2 separate regions of the Mus musculus genome follow, and region 1 is linked to region 2. Evidence: chromatin contacts called from public promoter capture Hi-C data. All regions are on one chromosome and are shown on one strand. Each heading gives the region's core, a stretch centred on a gene start, on an enhancer-like site or on the middle of the called end of the contact. The rest is flanking DNA. Distances are from core to core; before and after follow the strand shown.

The links. Promoter capture Hi-C pulls out the DNA fragments that hold promoters and counts their contacts.
Region 1: a contact with region 2 is called in a promoter capture Hi-C map of liver, with 5 times the contacts expected there. The contact joins the promoter of Nnt here to the promoter of Itga1 in region 2. A contact is called at or near these places in 2 of 39 promoter capture datasets (liver and pre-B cells).

Annotation. Positions count from the first base shown.
Region 1 is chr13:119,407,171-119,411,880 of GRCm38.p6, reverse strand. Nnt (nicotinamide nucleotide transhydrogenase) reads left to right here and starts at 2,624. Exons shown (of 17, transcript NM_001308506.1): 1 at 2,624-2,978.
Region 2 is chr13:115,100,252-115,105,040 of GRCm38.p6, reverse strand. Itga1 (integrin alpha 1) reads left to right here and starts at 3,077. Exons shown (of 29, transcript NM_001033228.3): 1 at 3,077-3,570. The coding sequence starts at 3,510.

The sequences.
Region 1 (4,710 bases), core at 1,375-3,874, 4.3 Mb before region 2:
CCTCCGTCCTCTCTCTTCCTACTCCTCTCTCCTTTTGAGATCCCCCAGTCCCACCTTTCCCTTCCACTGCCCAATCATAGGCTCTGGCCTTTATTTGACCGGTTAGAATGGGGAGAAGGCTCAATAAGATCACTCTTTGTTGGCGGACAACCCCAGAATTAACATCAAAATACAGATAGCACCAGGGTAAAACACAACATTTAGTAGCACATCTCAGCTTCAGTTTACACTTTAATTTTTTGACTATTAGGTACCTCTTTGATTTTCAGACTTTAAAGCTGATGTAATGGTATGTTACAGTTTTTGGACCTGATGAATTTTCTAGAAGATAACACTATCTTTAAACCTCTGTTGGCCTAAAAGTCTTCTACATTTGACAGGATTTAATTTGTGTATCCTAATGTTGACCTGGATTCAGGGAAATGGGAACCCTCAGACACTGCTGATGGGAGTGTAAGCTCGTGCAGCCACTCTAGAAATCAGTCTGGAGGTTCCTCCAAGGACCTTGAAGTATGACTCAGCCTTGCCACTTCTGGGCATGTACCTTAAGTGTGTTGGCTTGAATAGAAGTGAACTCCATAGGTTCATGTGTTTGAATGCCACGAGTTTGAATTAAGGAGTGGCATTACTTGAGAGGGATTAGGAGGTGTGGCCTTTTTGGAGTAGGTGTGGCCTTGGTGGAGGAAGCATGGGAGTGGGCCTTGGGGATTCAAAAGCTCAACCCAGACCCAGTGTCTGGCTCTTCAGGCTGTCTGCCGATCCAGATGTAAAACTTTCAGCTGCTTCTGTCTGCCTGCCACCATACTTCCCTTCATGATGACAATGGATTAAACTTCTGGAACTGTAAGCAAGCTCCAATTAAATCATTTTTCTTATAAATGTTGCCGTGGTCATGGCGTCCGTTCACAGCAACAGAACACTGGCTAAGACACCAAGGAATCTATATTCTCCTACAGGGACACTCACTTGTACATCCATGTTCACTGCTGATCTATACACAATAGCTAGAAAGCAGAATCAGTCCAGATGTACATCGACTAATGAATGGATAATGAAAATGTGGTATATGTACAGAATGTCATTTTATCCAGCTATTAAGGAAAATGAAATTATGAAACTTGCAGCTAAATGGGTGAAACTGGAAATATTATAAAGAGCAAGGTAACTTCAGTTCATTAGTTTTGTGTATTTGGAGTACGTCAGGAAACCAGAAAAGGGCCAGTGGGGTGGAGAGTTCCCTTAAGGAAGGAGGGATGGTAGAACACTGTGTAAAAATGATTGTGGAACAGTTCCATTAGAGAGGTAGGAGGCAGAGGAAGGAGCAGGACAGGGGAATGCTACTCAAAATGAGGGGAGGGGGAGTAACAAAAACAACACTAAGAAAGAAAGCATTGGAAAACATAGAGTATGAAGGCAGATGCCCTTCAAGGCTAGACTTGCTGATTGTAGAAAAGCCTTGCACGTGAACTCCGAACTACTTACCACACAGTCCGCAGCACAAAAGAGTTTAAAATGGTTAAGGACTTGCCTCATTGTACCTGCAGTATTACTATCTGTTGACTTACGATTATTATTTTAAAACACCGGGCCGAGTCCTTTCCTGCCTTCCAGTTCTTCTGCCACCGGAAGAGTTTACTCCAGATTGCTGTGCGGAGTCCAGTAGCCCAATGACCCTTTCTGCTGTATAAAACACAAGGCATTCTCTAAATAAGGGGTTCTCTGTGGTTCACTTATTTTTAAAAGATACTGAATGTCTGTTTTTTTTTTTTTTCTTCTGCCTGTTAAAATATTTCAGTTAAATTAAAAGCAAGGGGCTGGTGAGATGGCTCAGTGGGTAAGAGCACCCGACTGCTCTCCCGAAGGTCAGGAGTTCAAATCCCAGCAACCACATGGTGGCTCACAACCATCTGTAACAAGATCTGACGCCCTCTTCTGGAGTGTCTGAAGACAGCTACAGTGTACTTACATATAATAAATAAATAAATCTTAAAAAAAAAATTAAAAGCAAGCAAGCAAGCAAACAAACAATCTTACACTGACGTTTCCTTTAGACTCAGCGCTGGGTAAGTTTAATCAGTGTACCTGCAGAGCAAGTAACAGAATCTAATCACTAACCAATAACTAGGTCGTTATGTTTTGATTTCCTTAATCAGGAACCTTAACAGGGACGTCAACTACAATTACATTCTAGACACTGCCTATGTTAATAGTAGCGCAGGGTTTCCTCTTGGCTGGCCTCGCTGTTGAAGCCAAATATGCACATGTGTGTGTTCATTTTCAGGCCTTGACTTCGTTTGTGAGGAATTTAACCCCACCCCCGTCCAGAATGGAAAAACAACGCCCCCATTCCCGCCCTCGGCTTCCTCCCGCCTAAGTCTTCTCCAGTTACAGAAGTTCGGATTTTTTTTTTTTTTTTTTCCTAGAGAGTTAGAGGAAAAGTCCGGCCCAAGAGTGGAGTTATAGTATCCGTTTATTTGCTCTGCTGGGAGACCGGTGAGGAAATCACACTTTGTAACTTAGTCTCCTGGGGGGAAAGAAGAGGTACGAATTCCTAAAAACTTGAGTTGCAGTGCTTGGCATCGGGTTTGATTGACAGAGGCCGATTGAGCAAGAGCAAGGGGGCGGGGCTGCGGGCCTGGGGCCCTGGCAGAGACAAAGGGGCTTCAGCGGCCACCCGGAGGGGACCAGCTGCTGCGCTGTAAGCGTGCATCTGGTGGAGTCTTTTTCTCCTTTGCAGACTGGCGATCGGGCCAAGCGGGTTTGGCAGGAGGCTCGGGGAGGGGGAGAAGGGGTGCCGAAAGGGGGCGCGGGTCCGGGTCTAGGCAGCCCTGTGTCACGTGGTCGCCGCCGCCGCCTCAAAGTTGGGGCTGTTCTTCCGGGTTGGAGGCACAACGCCGCGGGCCAACCCCGGGTCTGCTAGCTCGGCGTGGCGTTTGCTCGCAGCCCGGGGTCGCCATCTGTCCCGCCTGCCGGTCCAGGTGAGCCAACCAGCCCTGCAGCGCCTAGGGGCTGCTGGAAAAGGCGGGCAGCCAGCGCAGATCCCCGGTCCCTCGGCGAAGGGGACCCGAGAGAGAGCAGCAGGGGGGCGGGGTCGGCTGTGTCTAGCAAGTGGGGCGCAGAGGCTCCTGCAGGAGACTGACGGAGAAGGAATGCGGTATATGCCTCGGGGCTCCTTTTGTGTGTGCGTTCTATTGGGGTGACATGGAAAGGAGTGAGAGGGTAGAGGTGGGAACGGAGTCCCGGCAGAAGACAAAGTAAGCAAGTGACAGCTGTGCAGGTGCAGATCTTGGATCCTGGGGTGGGGGTGGGGTGGGGGCAAGGGCTGCAAAAGTTGTACGTAGTCATTTTGGCCCTTAGAGGGACTGGAAGAGAGGTCGTAGAGGACTTTCGATGAATGGTTTACCTAGAAGAATGACAGCTGGGCGCTCCTAAGTTGTACTTGAACTTTGAGAGTGTTCAGGCGGGGTGTCCAGTTAGGTGTATAGGAAAAGATGTGACTGTAGGTCCGGGCTGACTGGTGGTAGTTTCTGAATACTGAGAAAAAGGGGTTTGGATTGGTAAGTCACGGTGGGCTCTATTAGAGGTCAGGGTGTAGTTCTGGCCAGAGCTGGTTCAAACTTGAGAGGCACAATAACTACTATGTAGCCAGAGCCAATGGGCTTCCACAGGAGGTTATAAATAGCGGTCCAGCTGCACGTGCCAGAGGGTGGCAGTTTAGTTGCTGAGGGAGGGGCAGCACCTGTGACAGGAGCCATGGCTGCAGTGGCTTTGGGAGAGGTCACGCTGCCTGCCAGGATAGGGTATTGTGTCCTTGTTGGTATGCCTAGCTTTTAAAAGCATGACTTTGTTTATGCTTGCAGGTGCCCTTTATTTGTCCTACGGTAGTGTGCAGTCCTTAGAAAACTTTGGAGGCATGGGGCTTGCTTGCCCACTGAACCCCCTTTTTTGGGCAAATCTTGGTTATTTTTCCTTTCTTACTTTATTATTCTTATTATACTTTTTTATTTCGAGACGAGGAAGATCTCGGTCTGTAGCCTTGGCTGGCTTGAACGAACTTCTATGTGTAGCCTAGGCTGGCTTTGAACTTGAGTTGCTCCTCCTGCCTTAACCTCTCCGATGCTGGCATTTACAATCATGAGCTACCACCCCAGCTCCATTTTCATTCTTTCTTTTTTTTTTTTTTTTAATTTATTGAAGGGACAGTTTTGGATTATTCTAGTATAAGCAAACAGATAGGGCCAGTTTTCTACGAGGCTATACAAAGTTTTTATTTTCAAAGGAAGAGTCTGGAAACTGTTTCAGAAATATATTGTGGAATGGCCTCAGGATACCCAGCCCTAGTTATTTAAGTGTTCAGTCAAAAAGTATTAGCTGACTTACTCTGTTTAATGCAAAGCAGTGGGCCATGAAAAATAACAAAGTGAATGGAGTAACTCACCAGGATCTTGAGTTCTTTAATCCTCTCTACAAACCAGTGATCAGGGCACTTTGCTACTTTAATCCTCAGACCTTTATGAGGTAGGTTTTTACTATAATTCTGACCTTAAAGACAGAGAAGCTGGGTGATTTGAGAAGGACACATCTGGATAAAGGTAGAGAAGCGGATTCCAACCCAGAGTATACTCTAATCTCTTTACTGTCTTCTTTTGCTAGATCAGGTGCTTTCCCTAGACTCTAGAGTGCTGGTTTTCAACCTTCCTAATGCTTTGG
Region 2 (4,789 bases), core at 1,828-4,327:
CAAATCTTGCAACACCTTCTAGGTGAGAGCACCTTCTGTGGTGTTAGGCTTCGTCTTTGCCAAGGAACCCTCCTACTCCCCAAATCTTCATGACAACACTTGCTATTTTAGTTTTTTTTTTAATCCCTTTGACAAATAACCAATTTGAAAAGCAAACTGTGCCAGTGTTATAATAGTTTGGTACCTTAATGTATACCCATTTTGTAAGCATATCTAACGGATAGTTCCATAATTTCTAGCAAATATGCCAAAGGTAATTTAAAAAATAATAGGAGTTAATGGAGAGTTTGGGGTAAAAACACCCACTTTCCCCTCCTGATGGTGATCACAGTGTGATTGCTTTCTATAGGGTCCATCACACATAGGGAAGGCCTAAGTTTCTGTTGTTGACCTAATGACAATTTCTCTACCATGAGAAAGAAGAATATTTAGTAGCTCATGAGCATTTAATTCAGTCCAAGCATTGTGCTGAAGGCTTAGAGGTTGTCTCATTTAGTCCTCACACAGTCTTCAGGGAGCAGAGCTAGTTTCATCATTAGAAAAACCTAGGCTAAGGCTGGAGAGATGGCTCAGTGGTTAAGAGCACTGACTGCTTTTCCGGACATCATGAGTTCAAATCCCAGCAACCACATGGCAGCTCACAACCATCTGTAATGGGATCTGATGACCTCTTCTGGTGTCTGAAGAGAGCTACAGTGTACTTATGTAGGATAATAAATAAATTAAAAAAAGAGAGAGAGAAGAAAACCTAGGCTATTCTTCCATGTTATACAGCTACAGTGCTATGATTGCTATGAGCTGGCATCGATGCAACCTAACTCCAGAACTTTGGTGGTTTTACAGTATATTAGATGAGGCCCAACACAAACTTCAGTGTAAAATGCATGTGTGTGTGTGTGTTTCTCTTTAAGACTATTCACCAGAATTATCAACTGTATTAGTTATATTTCTACTGCTGTGATAAAACACCTGAACCAATGTGATTTACAGAAGAATGGGTTTACTGAGGCTTACAGTTTCAGTGGGTTAGAGTTCTTGCCCATAAAGGCAGGGTTCATGCAGCAGGCAGGCAGGAGTGATGTTGGAGCAGTAGCTGAGAGCTTTCAACTGCCCCAATCACAAGGCAGAGGGAGCTAAGTGGGAAAGGGGCTTTAGAAACCTCAAAGGTCACCACCAGTGACATACAGTGACACACTTCCTACAAAAAGGTCACACCTATTCCAGCAAGGCCACACCTCCTAAAAGTGCCACTTCCCGTGGGCCAAGGATATTCAAACCACCACAGAAAGGGAATTCTTTGCTAATGGACTAATGGTTGTGGTAATTCGGTTAGGTACCCTGTGACCTCAGAGTCCTCCTCACCGTTTTGTTTGTTCTCTCTCTCTCTCTCTCTCTCTCTCTCTCTCTCTCTCTCTCTCTCTCATGTGTGTGTGTGTTGTCTATTTTGAGACATGGTCTCACTCTGGGGCCCAAGCGCCTCTTGAATCTGAAGCCTTCCTTCCTCAGGTTGTCCAGTGGTGGGATAACAGGCATATGCCACCACGCCCGAATAGCTCACCCTATTCTTGACATTCAGACGTCTTCTTCTTCTTCTTCTTCTTCTTCTTCTTCTTCTTCTTCTTCTTCTTCTTCTTCTTCTTCTTCTTCTTCTTCTTCTTCTTCTTCTCCTTCTCCTTCTCCTTCTCCTTCTCCTTCTCCTCCTCCTCCTCCTCCTCCTCCTCCTCCTCCTCCTCCTCCTCCTCCTCCTTCCTCCTCCTCCTCCTCCTCCTTCTTCTTCTTGTTTTTTTGAGACAGGGTTTCTCTATATAGCTCTATAGCTCTGGCTGTCCTTGAACTCACTTTGTAGACCAGGCTGGCCTCGAACTCAGAAATCCGCCTGCCTCTGCCTCCCAAGTGCAGGGATTAAAGGCGTGTGCCACCAGACTTCTTTAACATTTGTCCTTTCCCCTTGTCGCTTCTGTATTTCTCTATTTGGCAGTTTACTTAGTGATACCTGTGTGCTTCTTCAGCCCTCCCCACTCCCAGTCCCTATCTATGCTCCCTGCCTTGTAGTCTAGACAGTGGGTCCTCCTTTGGGTGGCACCCTTCTCCTACTTTGTCCTGCTCTGGACAGGGATGTCCCAGTATTTGCTAACTTGGACTGATTTCTGCAAGGGGCTCTAACCACAAACCCCACTCATCCATTCCTTCCTCTTCTTTGAAATTCTCAAAAGTGCTAAGCCACTTGAAAATGACACATATTTGTTGAAGCTAGAAGGGATCATGAGTGACCAGGCACAGGAAGCCAGGAGGAGAAGGAGGAGAAGGGGGAGGAGGAGGAGGAGGAGGAGGAGGAGGAGGAGGAGGAGGAGGAGGAGGAGAAGGAGAAGGAGAAGGAGAAGGAGAAGGAGAAGGAGAAGGAGAAGGAGAAGGAGAAGGAGAAGGAGAAGGAGAAGGAGAAGGAGAAGGAGAAGGAGAAGGAGAAGGAGAAGGAGAAGGAGAAGGAGAAGGAGAAGGAGAAGGAGAAGGAGAAAACTAAACAAAACCTAAAACAATACCTTGGCTTCTATTAGAGCAAGTTCTCAACGTTCAAACATCCTAATTTAGCTTAGACAAAATAGTCCACATTCCATTTCAAGGGAGACTGCCTTCCTCCCCACCCCCTTTCCCTAACTCTTCCTTCCCCACCCCCAGTCTAGTTTCTCCCTTTTTCCTGGCTGTCTTACTGTGATTTCCCCATCAAAACCCTTTATCTACAACTGCCTTTAATCAGGAGTCTTCTAAAAGAGGCAAGCTCTCTGTAACTTAAAGGAAAGCCCTCCGAGAAGCTTGCCGGTGGCCAGGATGCCTGGAGGCGAGAAGGCTCCAAGGCCAAGTTCCTGAGTCCGCTAGCATAAAAGGGCTAACTTCCTTGCGAGTCTGATCCATTCTGCGCAGCTGGACACAGGAAAGCAGCCTCCCAGCAAGGAGTAAAAGCCCGGGCACTTTGAAAGTACCCTTTCTACCCAGATCCGGGAGAAGTCCTGGGGTGCGAAGGCGGGGCTACTAGACTGGCGACACCCTCCTGAATGTCCAGCCCCGCCTTCCAACCACCTTTGGGATTTGGTTCGTGAAGCAAGATCGCCCTCTCAGTGAAAGGCAGATGTCCCTTTAAGGTTTGCTTTGCTGCTGCCTGTGGACTTTAGCCTAAACACGGTCCCGCGAAGTTGGCTTTATTTGTCCATGTCTCGGACAGAGCCTGGGTGGCTGCCAGTGAGATTTCAGAGACTTGAGCGCAAAGGGGCGGGAGATGTGGCAATCCATCTGGGATCTGAGAAGCGTGGAGCGGGCTTAGCAGCATTCGACCAAAACACAGGAAATTACTCTTCCACCGCTCCAGGGCGCTGCAGCCGCTGGGGCCGCTGCCGGACACCCGCGGAGACCGCACCGAGTGACCCAGAGCGCAAGTCGCCGGCGCCTGGCTTCTGCCTGTTCCTGCCAGCTCCTGCCCACGAACCAGTACGTCGCTGGTTCCAGCAGCCACTCCAGCAATGGTCCCCAGGCGTCCTGCTAGCCTAGAGGTCACTGTAGCCTGCATCTGGCTTCTCACCGGTGAGCGACCCTGCTTTCCTGAGCATCTCTGGTGGGGCTTGGGGCTTTGGTGAGGGGTGACACACATAGCAGAAGGGCAAACCAGAGGGGACCTCAGGTACAGCTGTCAGTTCAAAGGACTGAAGGTAGCGCCCGCGTGAGGGAGGAGGTGCTGAGAACTTTCCAAGTACATCTGGCATTTCTAATTAAAGTTGTTTTTAAGTTGTGCGTTGTGTTTTAGGCATTTGAATTATTGCAAGGGAGAGAGTAACCGGAGGCGTCTGATTAGTGTGCAAAGTTCCTGCCCTAGGGTTGCTCAGAAGTGAACTTGATAGCATTTTCTTCCTTTTTAATACTTAGGACCTTCTCTGCCAAAGAACAAGGAAAGACAGGCATGCCAGACAAATCTACTTCTTGTCCCAATATGACGTTTCTACGTTAGCTCCTAAGAGGCGGAACATTTTGAAATTGAATGTTTAGCACCCAAATGTCGCAGTGCTGTCTTTCAAATACAAATGCGTTTCTTAAGAAGGTGCAGTACCTTCTTAAAAGATACTGCAGTGTTCTATTCAACTGAGAGAAATGTGGGGACATTTCCGATTTCCCTAACAGTAGCTAAGCTCACAGCCTTTATTGTAGTTACCAGTTGGGGAGGGAAACTGAGCTGGTGTCCAAGTGAAAGGATTTAAGCACAGTTTATCACTTCTTTAGTTCTTCAATTAGTAGCTTTCTTTAACAGGACATGATATTCAATTGCCTGATTGTTTTCACTGTTGGCGTGCCTAACTAGTTAATTTCACATTGGACTATTACATAGGGCCAGTTAACCCTGCAGTGGACGGCTAAGCACTGAGAACCCTTACATTCACTTCCAAATGGAGTTTTAATAAGCCCATCCTCTGTCATAGTAAAGTGGTGTGGGCAGTTAACGAGCTACGGGCTTTCATCCCAACATTTCCCACTCTTCAGGAAATGCCCAGGAATCCAAACAGTGGTGACTTCTAAACAGCATTCTAGGCCAAGGAGTGGTTTTAACCTACCGGCTCCTGCATTGACCCTTGATGCAAGCTTGGCTTGTGAGTCCCTTCCAACCCTAACTTTCAGAGATTGTATCTTGATGTTTTGCAAAATCGGAATTGTTTACTAATTACTCAAGCTGTATCTTTTTTTTTTTTCCTCCCCATTTTACCAACCATTCAGTCAGTGTGCAAACGAAACTTCCATATTCTCTAAAAGGAGG